Linked DNA regions of Mus musculus: all the other regions are linked to region 1. Evidence: chromatin contacts called from public Hi-C data. All regions are on one chromosome and are shown on one strand. Each heading gives the region's core, a stretch centred on a gene start, on an enhancer-like site or on the middle of the called end of the contact. The rest is flanking DNA. Distances are from core to core; before and after follow the strand shown. Region 1 overlaps Aff3 (AF4/FMR2 family, member 3). Region 2 overlaps Aff3 (AF4/FMR2 family, member 3). Region 3 overlaps Aff3 (AF4/FMR2 family, member 3).

Evidence for each region. Hi-C and Micro-C count contacts between places; a contact is called where the count stands out from the background.
Region 2: a contact with region 1 is called in a Hi-C map of astrocytes, with 2.0 times the contacts expected there. The contact joins two enhancer-like sites. A contact is called at or near these places in 5 of 484 Hi-C or Micro-C datasets (the P5424 cell line, astrocytes, embryonic fibroblasts and 2 more) and 1 of 115 datasets of contacts at active chromatin or transcription factors (astrocytes).
Region 3: a contact with region 1 is called in a Hi-C map of cerebral cortex, with 2.1 times the contacts expected there. The contact joins two enhancer-like sites. A contact is called at or near these places in 1 of 484 Hi-C or Micro-C datasets (cerebral cortex), 1 of 115 datasets of contacts at active chromatin or transcription factors (embryonic basal ganglia) and 2 of 9 other capture datasets (adipose tissue and embryonic stem cells).

What each region holds. Positions count from the first base shown.
Region 1 is chr1:38,198,377-38,202,010 of GRCm38.p6, forward strand. The region is part of intron 15 of Aff3 (AF4/FMR2 family, member 3); the gene reads right to left. Among named protein-coding and RNA genes, the nearest start is that of Gm16150, 19 kb to the right of the region's middle. Within about 2 kb of position 2,050, at least 40 of the 459 cell types and tissues checked have an H3K27ac peak or open chromatin away from gene starts, as enhancers often do. A contact at or near this core is called in astrocytes and cerebral cortex, where this site is marked.
Region 2 is chr1:38,449,031-38,452,664 of GRCm38.p6, forward strand. The region is part of intron 4 of Aff3 (AF4/FMR2 family, member 3); the gene reads right to left. Among named protein-coding and RNA genes, the nearest start is that of Aff3, 180 kb to the right of the region's middle. Within about 2 kb of position 1,936, at least 56 of the 459 cell types and tissues checked have an H3K27ac peak or open chromatin away from gene starts, as enhancers often do. A contact at or near this core is called in astrocytes, where this site is marked.
Region 3 is chr1:38,356,605-38,360,238 of GRCm38.p6, forward strand. All of the region lies in intron 5 of Aff3 (AF4/FMR2 family, member 3), which reads right to left. Among named protein-coding and RNA genes, the nearest start is that of Gm16150, 140 kb to the left of the region's middle. Within about 2 kb of position 1,542, at least 33 of the 459 cell types and tissues checked have an H3K27ac peak or open chromatin away from gene starts, as enhancers often do. A contact at or near this core is called in cerebral cortex, where this site is marked.

The DNA of each region.
Region 1 (3,634 bases), core at 800-3,299:
GCAAATGGAAGAGCATCCAGCGCTCCACAGAAATCGGGACTGGCTAATGGCAGAGCCAGAGCTCAGTCGTGTGCACCTTTGTGCTAATAGGTCAGTGTAACAAAAGCGACTGGTGTGCTTGATCCAAACAGGACGTTTCCTTTTCTTTTCTTCCATCAGCATGATCTGCAGACACATAGTCTTGGCCCTGAGCGGCAGCGGCGTGCAAAGGACCTGACACATCGGAGCACAGGAGCTTTAGAGAGGACTTGGGTTTTTTGTTCTCCTTCCTGGCTGAGGGAGCAGAGAGATGAATGGCCTCCCACAGAGAGGCTGGCACACTGCTTTCTGTAATTCCTACCTCTTTGAAAGGCCGTCCTTCCATAGAGCAAGCCTGTTTTGTGCAAAATGGCAGGGATGAGAGCTCACTGTGTTTGAACAAAACAGGTTCCTGGGCGTGGAGCAATCGGGATGATTTGCTTAGAGAAACTGAAATCTACACCAGACAGAGGAGCAACGATGGCATCAAATAGATTTCTCTTTCTTGCGATACCCCCTGTATCATTTGGCATGCCCTAACTGTGTCCTTGGCTTTCAGGTGCTTGTTCCAAAAGAAGGCCGATGGTGCAAGAGGTTGAATGTTTCCTTTTCACACACAAGCTGTTTGTAGTGCTAGCTTTACAGAGCTGGGTGACAAACTCAGCTTCCTGCACGCCAGGCAAGTGTTCTCCCGCCTGCTCCCTTCCAGTCATCACTGTTGGTGGGGGATGTTAGGAGACTGGGGCTCCCAGGTGTTGCTGTCTGCACACACCCTGTTGAAGCAGCTAGACAGTGTTTAAGCAGTAAAGATCCCTACGCAGCTTTGTTCTTTGATGGATACTGACTGGAATCCTAAGGAGCTTGGAACTTGGTGTCTCCAGAGGGGAAGCACCCTACGCCGCATGCGTTTCTGACACCACTCAGAGTACCTTTCTCAGGCTGTGCTGGCTAAGGCAGGCAAGGTTTGAATCATTTAAGCAACTTTTATTGAGATGGAAAACCATCCATCTCACTGCTGTTCTTCTCTGCGTTGGATGTTTCAGCAATCGATTTTAGCAGGGCCTGAAGGTTTCAGTAAGAGAAGGATGTATCCTTTTCCTTCCATCCGACCTTTCTGTTTTTCCATCCATCAGAATAAAGTAGGGACCCAACCTGAATATGCAATGGAAACAGTTCCCTAAGAACAAAAAGGTGGGGTCCAGCTTTGCTGCAGCAAGGTCTCCCTCAGGACAGCAGTGCTGTGGAAAGGTCCCCAGAGTGCCCTGCCTATGACAATAGGGCCTATGCAGACATTCTACTTGTTTCCTTTGATTAAGTCATGCTGTGGGAGATTCACCCTCTCATATGCAGGAATCTTCCCTTCCTCTATAAAATTAAAATCCTTTTAGCTAGGAGAGTGCGCCATGTAATTACCTTACACATGGTAAGCCCCAGTCCCTTCCTGCCATTCACACTTACCATGCTCACGGCCTTCAGTACTGCGTGTTCCAGGGAGCCCTCATTCAGCTCAGGAGGGATAGCTAGCTCTGCTTCTGCTCCTGGCATCATGGGGACAGATGGGACATTTGGTAGATGGGCTGGGTGCTCTGGTCGTGACCGCCTCTTCCATGGAAATACGGGCAGAGGACAGTACATCCTTCAGAGAGCAGCAGGCAGTGCTGGCCTCCAGCCCCACTGGCTTCTAACACAGCAATACGGCTGGCAGGAGCCGGGCTTCATTCCTAGCCAAGCCTTTCACCATGTAGCTCCATGAATTCAGTATTTCTGGACTGAGGCTTCCCATGCCATATCTCTCTCAATTCTCCCCGGCCAAAGCTCCCTGTCACTAATTACAACACCAAATAATACACAGCTCGCTGCTTTGCACTAATAAGACCAGCATCTAAGCTGCGGGTTGAACCAAGCACCGCCGCTCCTTGATATAAATTCTCGGATCCTGTCTTTTCAAAGAAAAGTCTGTTTTCCACCTTCCTCCTGAGGCTGTGGAGTAGTAATTGTCCCTGCTTTTCATGCTTTTGTGGAATGTCAGGGGAGGAGGGGCTGTCAGACTGCTGCTAGTCTGCGCCTGCAGCTTACCAAGAGCAAGCCGACCTTGATTCAGGTTCTAAAATAAGAGCTAACCCCTTCAGTTCATTTGCATCCTCAGAGCACTAACTGCTGCTTAATTGGTAAGAAACATAGGAAGTGAGGTGTGGAAGGCATGAATCTAAGCGCTCTTTCATGCAAGTTTATGGGAAAAGAAAGAAAGATGGAAAGATCCAGGCCCTCCCCTGGGAAAGGTATTTATAAGTCAGCTATATTTATTCAGCACCCATTCTTGACAGCCTGGTGGCTTCAGTTGTCTGAATTGTATGTTTATTCAACCATTAACAGTATTTATAATACAAAAGGATGAATTTCCTTTTTTAAAAAAAGCTATGTGCAGGGGAGTCGTCCCCCTCTGTGGAGAAGGGGAGAAGGGTGGAGGAGGTCTGGTGAGAGCCAGGACCCAGAGGAGAGGGAGAGGGGAAGATGTGACTGGGTTGCAAAGTAAATAACTAAATCAAGGAATGAAACAAACTAACTAAGCCAGAGTGTGGCACCTGTTACTTTTTGGATCTTTCTAGTTGTTTCCTATCAGCTTCTCAGTGGCTCTGCCCTAATGATCTGGCACCCTCCCTTTCTTCTCCTGGCAGCTTTTCTGTTCATCTCAGGCCCCATTGATGCCCCAGTGAAGATAAGCCAAAGAAAGTGGAAGGGGCTGAGGACCTTCTTGACCAGGAAGCTGCCAGGGCAGAAAATGTCAGGTAAAAGAGGAAGAAAAGGAAGTGAGAGAGGAGGAAAAGGAAGTGAGAGGAGGGAAGGAAAAGAGGAGGAAAAAATCCAATGGGAAAGGGGAGGGCAGGAAGGGTTTATTTGCATCACTCGCCTAGGGATGGTACTGCCCATAGTGGGCTGGGCTCCTACACCAACGGACACTCAAGAGAACGCCCCATAAACATAGCCTCAGGCCATTTCTTATGGAGACAGTTGCTTAACTGAGGTTTCCTCTTCCCAGATGTGTCAAGTTAGAACTAATTATGACAGAAGGGAAGGAAGAACGGGGGATGTGGGAGTACACATGAAGGGGGAAGAAGAGGAAAAGCTGATGGGAACTAAGATAAGGAACTAAGAGGGAAGAGAAGGGGCGGGAAGAGGAGCAGGTGTGACCATAGTCACAGTAGTGGTGGTTGTATTGGTCCACCATGGGCTTCTCTCCTCTGACTCTGGAGAATAACAGAATGAACTCATCAGTATATCCTGGCTGTTGCCTGTACCTGGCACATAGTAGGTGCTTTGTATATAGCAGCTGGGTGTGTAAGACATTTTGCATGTTAGGTGACTTTGGTCTCTCGAGGGACAGCTATTTTCATGGCTTAAAGGGAGAGACAATGTTGGTTCTTGGCCTTTCGAGTTTTTAGACTCTTCCCACAGCTTTCTTAGGCCAGTGGCTGTTTCTGTTGTGTGTTTATTTTTCTAACAGAGATTGCAAATCATTTGGGGGTAAGTGGACACTCCTCTCCATGCAGGGGGGTGTGGAAGAGTGCTTTTCCATTTCATTCTACCATATCCCTAAGAGAACAAACAGTCCCAGCAC
Region 2 (3,634 bases), core at 686-3,185, 250 kb after region 1:
CTGGAATCTAACACCATGATGATCAGTGCTCCCTCCCACCCTGCCTCCTGAGGCTGAGCTGCTAGGCTCCATCAGGAAACACTCCTTCTACTCTCCCCTTCCTCCAGGAACTCAGCCTCCCTTCTGCTTCCTGCCCTCACCTCCTCTTCCCCAAGCCTGTTGCTGCTGATCCCACCCCCAGGCAAGATGAATAACTCTAGAGGTCCCCTCACAGTGCAGGACATACAAATGTCTTTAGTAAGTACATGTGGATTTGATATACATGGTTGGGGCAGCACAAAAGTGTATGCAAAATACTGGATATCTAAGTGGGGGAGGGTACAGGCCATTTTCTGAAAAGTATTTCCTTTTCCTTCTTTCAAACCTACCTTAACAAATGAACGATGGCCTTCCCAACTCCAAATTTTAGCAACTTTAACTGCAGTTCTCTGAAACAAAGGTCACTTGCTCAGCTACAGATAAATAAAAATTCACAAGCATCTCCAGGAAAATCAATACACGTACTAAAAAATCTAAGTTGATAATAAATTTTAGTTCCCCTTGCACACGGCTCAGGAATGTCACTATTTACTGGCCCTGCTGTAATATCAGATATTTCAGAAGGGTATTGATTTTGCCACTGAAGTGTGACTAAAGGGATAAATAAACTGCTCCCGGGGTCAATCGATCCATTTATCTTCACTGGTATTTTATAAAAAGTCAAAGTAGCATAAACTTTGATAAATAAATGTTATCGTGACAGAAATATTGCTGACATAAGGACCTGAAGGAAGAAAGAACAGACAATCGCGATGCTTGAAAGCCACACAATTGGCTTAACATGTTAGCACTTCCACTAACAGCTACTCACACACAAATAGCCCCTTCAGCTGTTCTACATAATCTGTGGCCCACACAGCTAAGACACACAGGCAGGGCATCACATCCTTGTGAAATGAAAGGAGGAGGCAGAGAGAAGGGAGTGATTTCCACACCCTGCTTAACTAGAAATAAACTGTTAAGAATATCCAAAACAGACACATGGCTCTGGATAAGGCCAAGGTACGTTTTGGGATGGCGGAGTGACTCGGGTTTCAGAAATCAGGATCGGGCACAATCTGAAGTGGCTTTTTAGGGCTTCCACTCAACAGCAGCACAATGATCCCTTAAAGATTCCAATGTGAGGCCAGCACACTCACAACCTAGTGCTGTGATAGGATGGGAAGGCCCCAGAAGAATCTTAATTCAAGTGTGGGAGAAGTGGGAGCTCTGTGAAGAGGCTGTAGCTTACCATGAGAAATTACATCTCAGTGCTTGGCTACAGTGTGCCCAGACAGCATTGCCATCCAGTGATGAATCCAAGCCGTGATGAAGGCAGCACCTGGGCTGGTACTGATCCATCACCAGTTAAAAGTTGAGTTAAAATTACCATTCCCCAGGGGACAGCCAGCTTCTGGGATGCAGAAACAGCTAACAGATTGCACATTTGACTTGGACCTCAAAGGGCTTTCAAACTCAAAATTTTACCTCAGTCCTAAGGCAAAGCCTTTGGGTCCTGGACAACCCTGCCCTTCCTGTTGGTCACTATCAAGGGTCCACTCAGGAGCCTTCCATTTCTTCCTTCCTCCACCCAGATTCTGGGGCTGCTGCTGCCTCTAGAGTCCTGCCCAAGGAGGCCTTTCTCAGGGACTCAAGAGGAAGCCCTGCTCAGCACTTGGCGAGTCTCGAATCTCCTGCAGGCTGGTGCGGTGCCCAGCAGGACACAGTAGGCACTTGATACAATGGCATTTACTGACTGGAAGTGTCTGGGTGGCCAGACTGGGCCTGGGATTCTGTTAAGGTCACAGGATGTTGGCAATGTGGCTCTAAGCAGCTGCAAAAGCTGAGCTGGGCACGAACAGAGTGGTAGCCATGGGTACCGTCAAAGAGGGAAAGCCCATGACGAAAGGCTGTCTGGCAGGTTTGGACTGTCTCCACAAAATGGGGCTGGCGCGTTCTCGTGACAGCCGGCCACTAGACAGAGTGAGCCCCAGAGCTCACAATGCGGAGCATTTTCCTCACCCTCCGTGAGAGCCTCCAGTGCAACTTAGCTGCAGACCCTGAAAAATCAACACCTCCACATTGTGTGAAACAGTGGGCATGTGCACATGTGTGCTGTGCATATGTGCATGTGTGCACACACATTTGTAATGGGGCTTTGGATTTACTGTGAAAAGTTTCCCTGATATTCCTGACACTGTAGCGGGCAGTTTGATACTATTCGCACTTAGCAAACCAACTACTAATAGTAATAGGTTAGTTAGACCTGAAGTCTGAGCTCCCACAGCCAGGAACTCTTGGCTAGACAGTATCAAACTGAATTCTAAATCGCTACTTCTATAACTGCAGCTTAGTGTAGGTCTTCATAGCTCTTGGACCATTTCAGGGAAGTTTCCTTATAGTTAAAGCAAGATCTCACAACTGGTCAAATATATAGCGATGTAGAGTGATCTTCCACAACTGGGACTTGTCTATCACACCCCTTCCCACAGAAGAGGGGACACAGGACTTTAAGACATGGGAGGTCAGGGAGGACCACTGAAACAGCTGTCTCTGGACATGACAGGACCACTGAACTTGTGAAATCTCAGCAGCCGTGGCTGCTCACAAGACCCAGTAAGAGCAAGCCGATCAGCATTCTAGCACAGAGCGGGAAGAAAGCTCGGGAGGTGAAGAGCTCAGCCTAGAGTCATAGACAGGTGGTGGATTATAGGGAAGGGGAGTGGTTGCTTTAAAGGTGTAGCCTCTAGTAGTTAGACCACACTCCAGTAGACACCCACAACCATAAGTACAGGAACCCGGTAGGCTGTTGTCTGTTGTTTGTTTGCTTCTTTGTTAAGAGAGGACACAGAAAGTTAAGGGGTGGGGAGGAGTTACCCACATCTAAAATTCTGAAAAAATAATAAAAAATATTATACTTAAAAGAAGGTAAGTTGTCTTTGGTTGCTTTTCTCCTCTCTTTCCCCCCTGTCCATTTTTCTGAGCATCCCTGACATGTCTCTCCAGTGATGTACATGGATGATCCCTGCCCTCTAGTCCTCATGGACAACTTTCTCAAAGAGGCTAGAGAGCACCGAAGCCTCACCTGCACTCGGGTTCCCAGTGTCTCCACGGCTTTCCTGACCCTCCAGTAGACCCGCCCTGCAAGCCATGCTAGCTTTAATTAAACCCACACTCTCCCCTCCCCTGTCCTCTCCCTCTATCCTCTCTCTTTTTCCTCCTCTTCTTCCTCTCTCTTCCCTCCCTCTCTCTCCTCTCTCTTCTTCCTCTCCCCCTCTCCCCATGGACCAAGGTAAATCAAGTCTCAATGACAAACCTCAAGATATAGACATTTTCCTATATTGTGGTCTCTAATTAGGGAATGGTACTTACTCCCTCGCATCTGCCTGGCTGGGAACCTAGAGTCTGTCTGTCCCACCACACTGTACCTCATCCCCTAGCAGGCCTGAAGACCTGTCTTCTCCACAGAAGCCTCACTCTTCCTGCTCTGTCATGTGCCTCAGACATAATAGGCTGGTCTTTCCATAGGTAAAAGGCAGATGACCTCAGATTCGAACTCTCAGAACCGTAGGCCAAAATTGCCTTTCATCTTTATAAGTTAAATACCTCAAGTATT
Region 3 (3,634 bases), core at 292-2,791, 160 kb after region 1:
CACCTTCTTTCTTCTCTATTTGTGAGATATAATGGCAATTTAAAAATGTATTTTAACAGACCTTTAGTGATGTTAGGTCTAATACCATTCTACTCCAAGAGTCAAACATCCTGTCTTAATGTTTAAATTATTCTCTAACTGAAAAAGCTGAGGTTTTAGTCAAGTCATTTTTGAACTAATTGTCACAAAAGGAGCTCTGTATAGGTGTGGTAGGGTAGGGTAGGGTAGGGTAGGGTAGGATAGGGAAGAGAAGGGAAAGGAAGGGAAGGGAAGGGAAGGGAAGGGGAGGGGAGGGGAGGGAAGGGAAGGGAAGGGAAGGGAAGGGAAGGGAAGGGAAGGGAAGGGAAGGGAAGGGAAGGGAAGGGAAGGGAAGGGAAGGGCCAGCAATCCTGAGGCAGATTAAACTTTGACAGATAATTTTCCCAGCACGCCACGCTGCTATTCAGGGTCATTTTCACTGGAAGGAATCCCTGAATCAAAGGGTTCAAGTTTTGTTCCTCGCAGGAATCCCCCATATAGTTCAAGGGAGGAAATCCCACCTCAGGCTTTTCCTAGATGGAGAAAAGGTGCCCTTCCAATCATACCTTAGGAACCTCAAGACCCGCACTACCCAGGAAACAGCTCCCCTCTACCTCCTTTTCCCAGGCATGTCTGGGGTCGCCTGGTGTTAGACCCCACCCCTACCCTCTTCTCGGAGCACTTTGCTTTCAGCGCCCATTCTACTGAGTGGCAACATAGTAACATTCTCAAGTTGTTTATGGCCACAGAGTCTGGCTTAGTGAGATGCTCCTTAGAAAATAGTGGAGTGAATTTATGGGTACTTACAGGGGAGAGCTGGATTCAACATTGCTGTTTCTGTCACGATTATTTCTGGCATTCTTCCTGTGCTGTGCTACTACATAGGGCACAGGGGTGAGAGATCTCAGTGGTCAGAGTGGAACTAAATTCAAAGAGTTAGAAGTCCTTTAACTAGACTGTCCAATGAAATAAGAGGGATGGAGGGAGAGAGGGAGGGAAGGAGAAAAGGAGGGAGAGAGACAGAGACAGAGGAAGGCAGAGAGACAGAGACAGAGGCAGAGACACAGAGAGAGAAGGAGCAAGAGCTGTTCTGGATTGGAACCCAGTGCGTCGTGCTGGGTCTCCACTGCCAACCTTCCTTCTCTCAGGTTGTGAAAACCAGCTGAGGAGTCTTGAGTGAGGAGAACACACTTGTTTTCCAATATGGCTATTTACAAGGGCTGCAAGTGATTCCTCGATGGCATCCAAACACCCACCACCCCCAAACCCCCAAAATGAATCTACCAGCTAACACCTAGAAGGAATTTAGTCAATATCTACTGACCCAACTTTATTACAGGGTAGCTGGCGAGACTCTGGATCCACACAGCATAAAGTTCAAGATGAATGTGATGCTTTAAAACTATCCAGCGCCTACAGAAGGACAGTAAAATAATGTTCCCAAGAGATAGGAGGAAAAGAGGGAGGGGGACTGTTGGCTATGCAATTCTCAGACTGGCTTCAGATTACACTGGGAGAGAAGGAAAAGGTTCCGTGTTTGCTGAAGTCTCTCAGAATTGTTTGCTTTGGCTGCAAACAGCAAGCAGAGTCGGGATTATCTTGGGAAATTTTCAAGAAATTTAAATTTAAAACAAAGGGCTTCTTTTCTTTCTTCTTCTTTTTTTTTTAAATAAAGAATAGGGGTCAGTCTGTTTACCTCATGTAGACAGATGGTTGTGTTTATGCACTTAGAGGAGTAATGCAGAGAGTGATTCCAGAGTTCCAGATGAGGCGCATTTGCCAAGAAAATGCTTCCGGTTGGCAGAAGGCAGAAACCCGTATTGGGTAAATATTTAGCAACACACAAGAATTTTAACACTAATATCTCATTTGTAGTGGAGTATGCTTTATGGCCTGCTGAAATCTCTTTCCCCGTTCTGTTTCACAGTCAATGATAAAAACCAAAACACAGTCACCTGTCTCCTGCACCTGTGCCTCCGCACTGCAAACTGGCTGCAGCAGTGGAAAGTGGCCTGAGAGAGAGAGAGAGAGAGAGGGCCCTTCCCACTGTCCGGCTCTGGGCTCTGGGTTCACAGACAACTGTTGGGATAGCAACAACAAAAATCTGCTAAAATAATTTTTTTTCTTATTCTGGTCTGTACAACCAACAGTTCCAGCTGGATCTCAGTGGCTGCCTCCAGCCAAAATGTGAGTGTGTGGGCTCAGCTCTGAGGCATTTGATAGTATTCCCGCGTAAGGGAGGGACGAGGCCGCCACCAGCTGGCTTCGTGCGGGGGCCATGTGCTAAGTGTGTCACCGGGCACGGAAAATACAAAGAATGGGCTCTTTTCCAAATGAGCTTACGGCATGTGGGCAGACAGGAACCCACAAACACACGTGTGCTGAGGTAACTCCCTCGGTCACGGGCTGCAAATTCAGATGTCTCCGTGGGTGGCAACTCGTGGAAAGGAGTGACATCGGAGCTTGCCGTGTGCATAACAGGAACTCTAGAGAAGCAGGGTGTAAACACAGACTGACACTCTGTGCCAAGTGCCTGTGGGGGTCTTCTCTTTACCTGCCTGTGACCCACGAGCATCCCGGAACAGTGCCCGGAGGAGCTGCCCGCACTTTCTATGCAGAGCAAAGCTTCCTCTCCTGAGTCCTCGTGTACTTGAGGCCCAGGCGCACAGTGAGGCAGCGCATGCGCAAAGGCCACACCATGGGCATCAGCGGGCCGCACTGTGATGTGCTGGGGCTTAGCGGCTGAGCCCTGAGGAGCCAGTGGTCTGGATTTCCTCCCACAACGAAAGATACTGCCACACTGGTGTAAGCACCCTCACCATCCTGCCCTTGAACACATCTCTCCTTAAGACTCTTCGTTCAGAACATTTAAAGTCACTCTCTACCTTCACGATACATCAGGCACTCCTTGGGTTCTTTTGTTTTCTGAATCCATGAAAATGTTCCCACGACCCGGTGACATCCGCTAACGCTAGATGCAAACCCATGGCTCAGCCATTTTGTCCCGGGTCTGGTGGCCTTACACAGAAGACCTTAGGCTTGTGTCCTGCCCAGTTTGGTTCTGGGAACACAAGCTCTGCTTGCACCCCATTATAGAAGGAAAACCCCCAAACCTGGGAAATTTGTAGTCAGCATATCTAGCTCCAACTGGTAACATGCATGTCCAACTGACCTGGTCTCAGTGGACAATACAGTCAAGCTCAAGTTGATTAGTTTGAGGTCTAAGACGCAAAGGTCAAGCAGTCTCAGAAGTGGGAAAACTGTAAGGCCAGTGCTCACAGCCCCATCTAGAAGCCGTGCATTCCTGTGAGCCCTCGTTTCCACTCCTTTCCTTTCCCTTATTCTTAATTCTTTACTGAAAAAAAAAATACATTTGTTTGAGGGGCAGGAGAAATGGCTCAGTGGCTAAGAGCACTGACTGCTCTTGTAGAGGACCTTCTAGTCCTAGCACCCACACAGTAGTTAATCCAGTTCCCGGGGATCCAATTACTTCTCTGACTTTGACCGACACCAGGTTAGCAAGTAGTGCAACAGGCATGCATACAGACAAAATGCCCAAACACATAAAATACAGTTAAAAATTATTTTTGTTTGGGAAATGTCATACATACATACA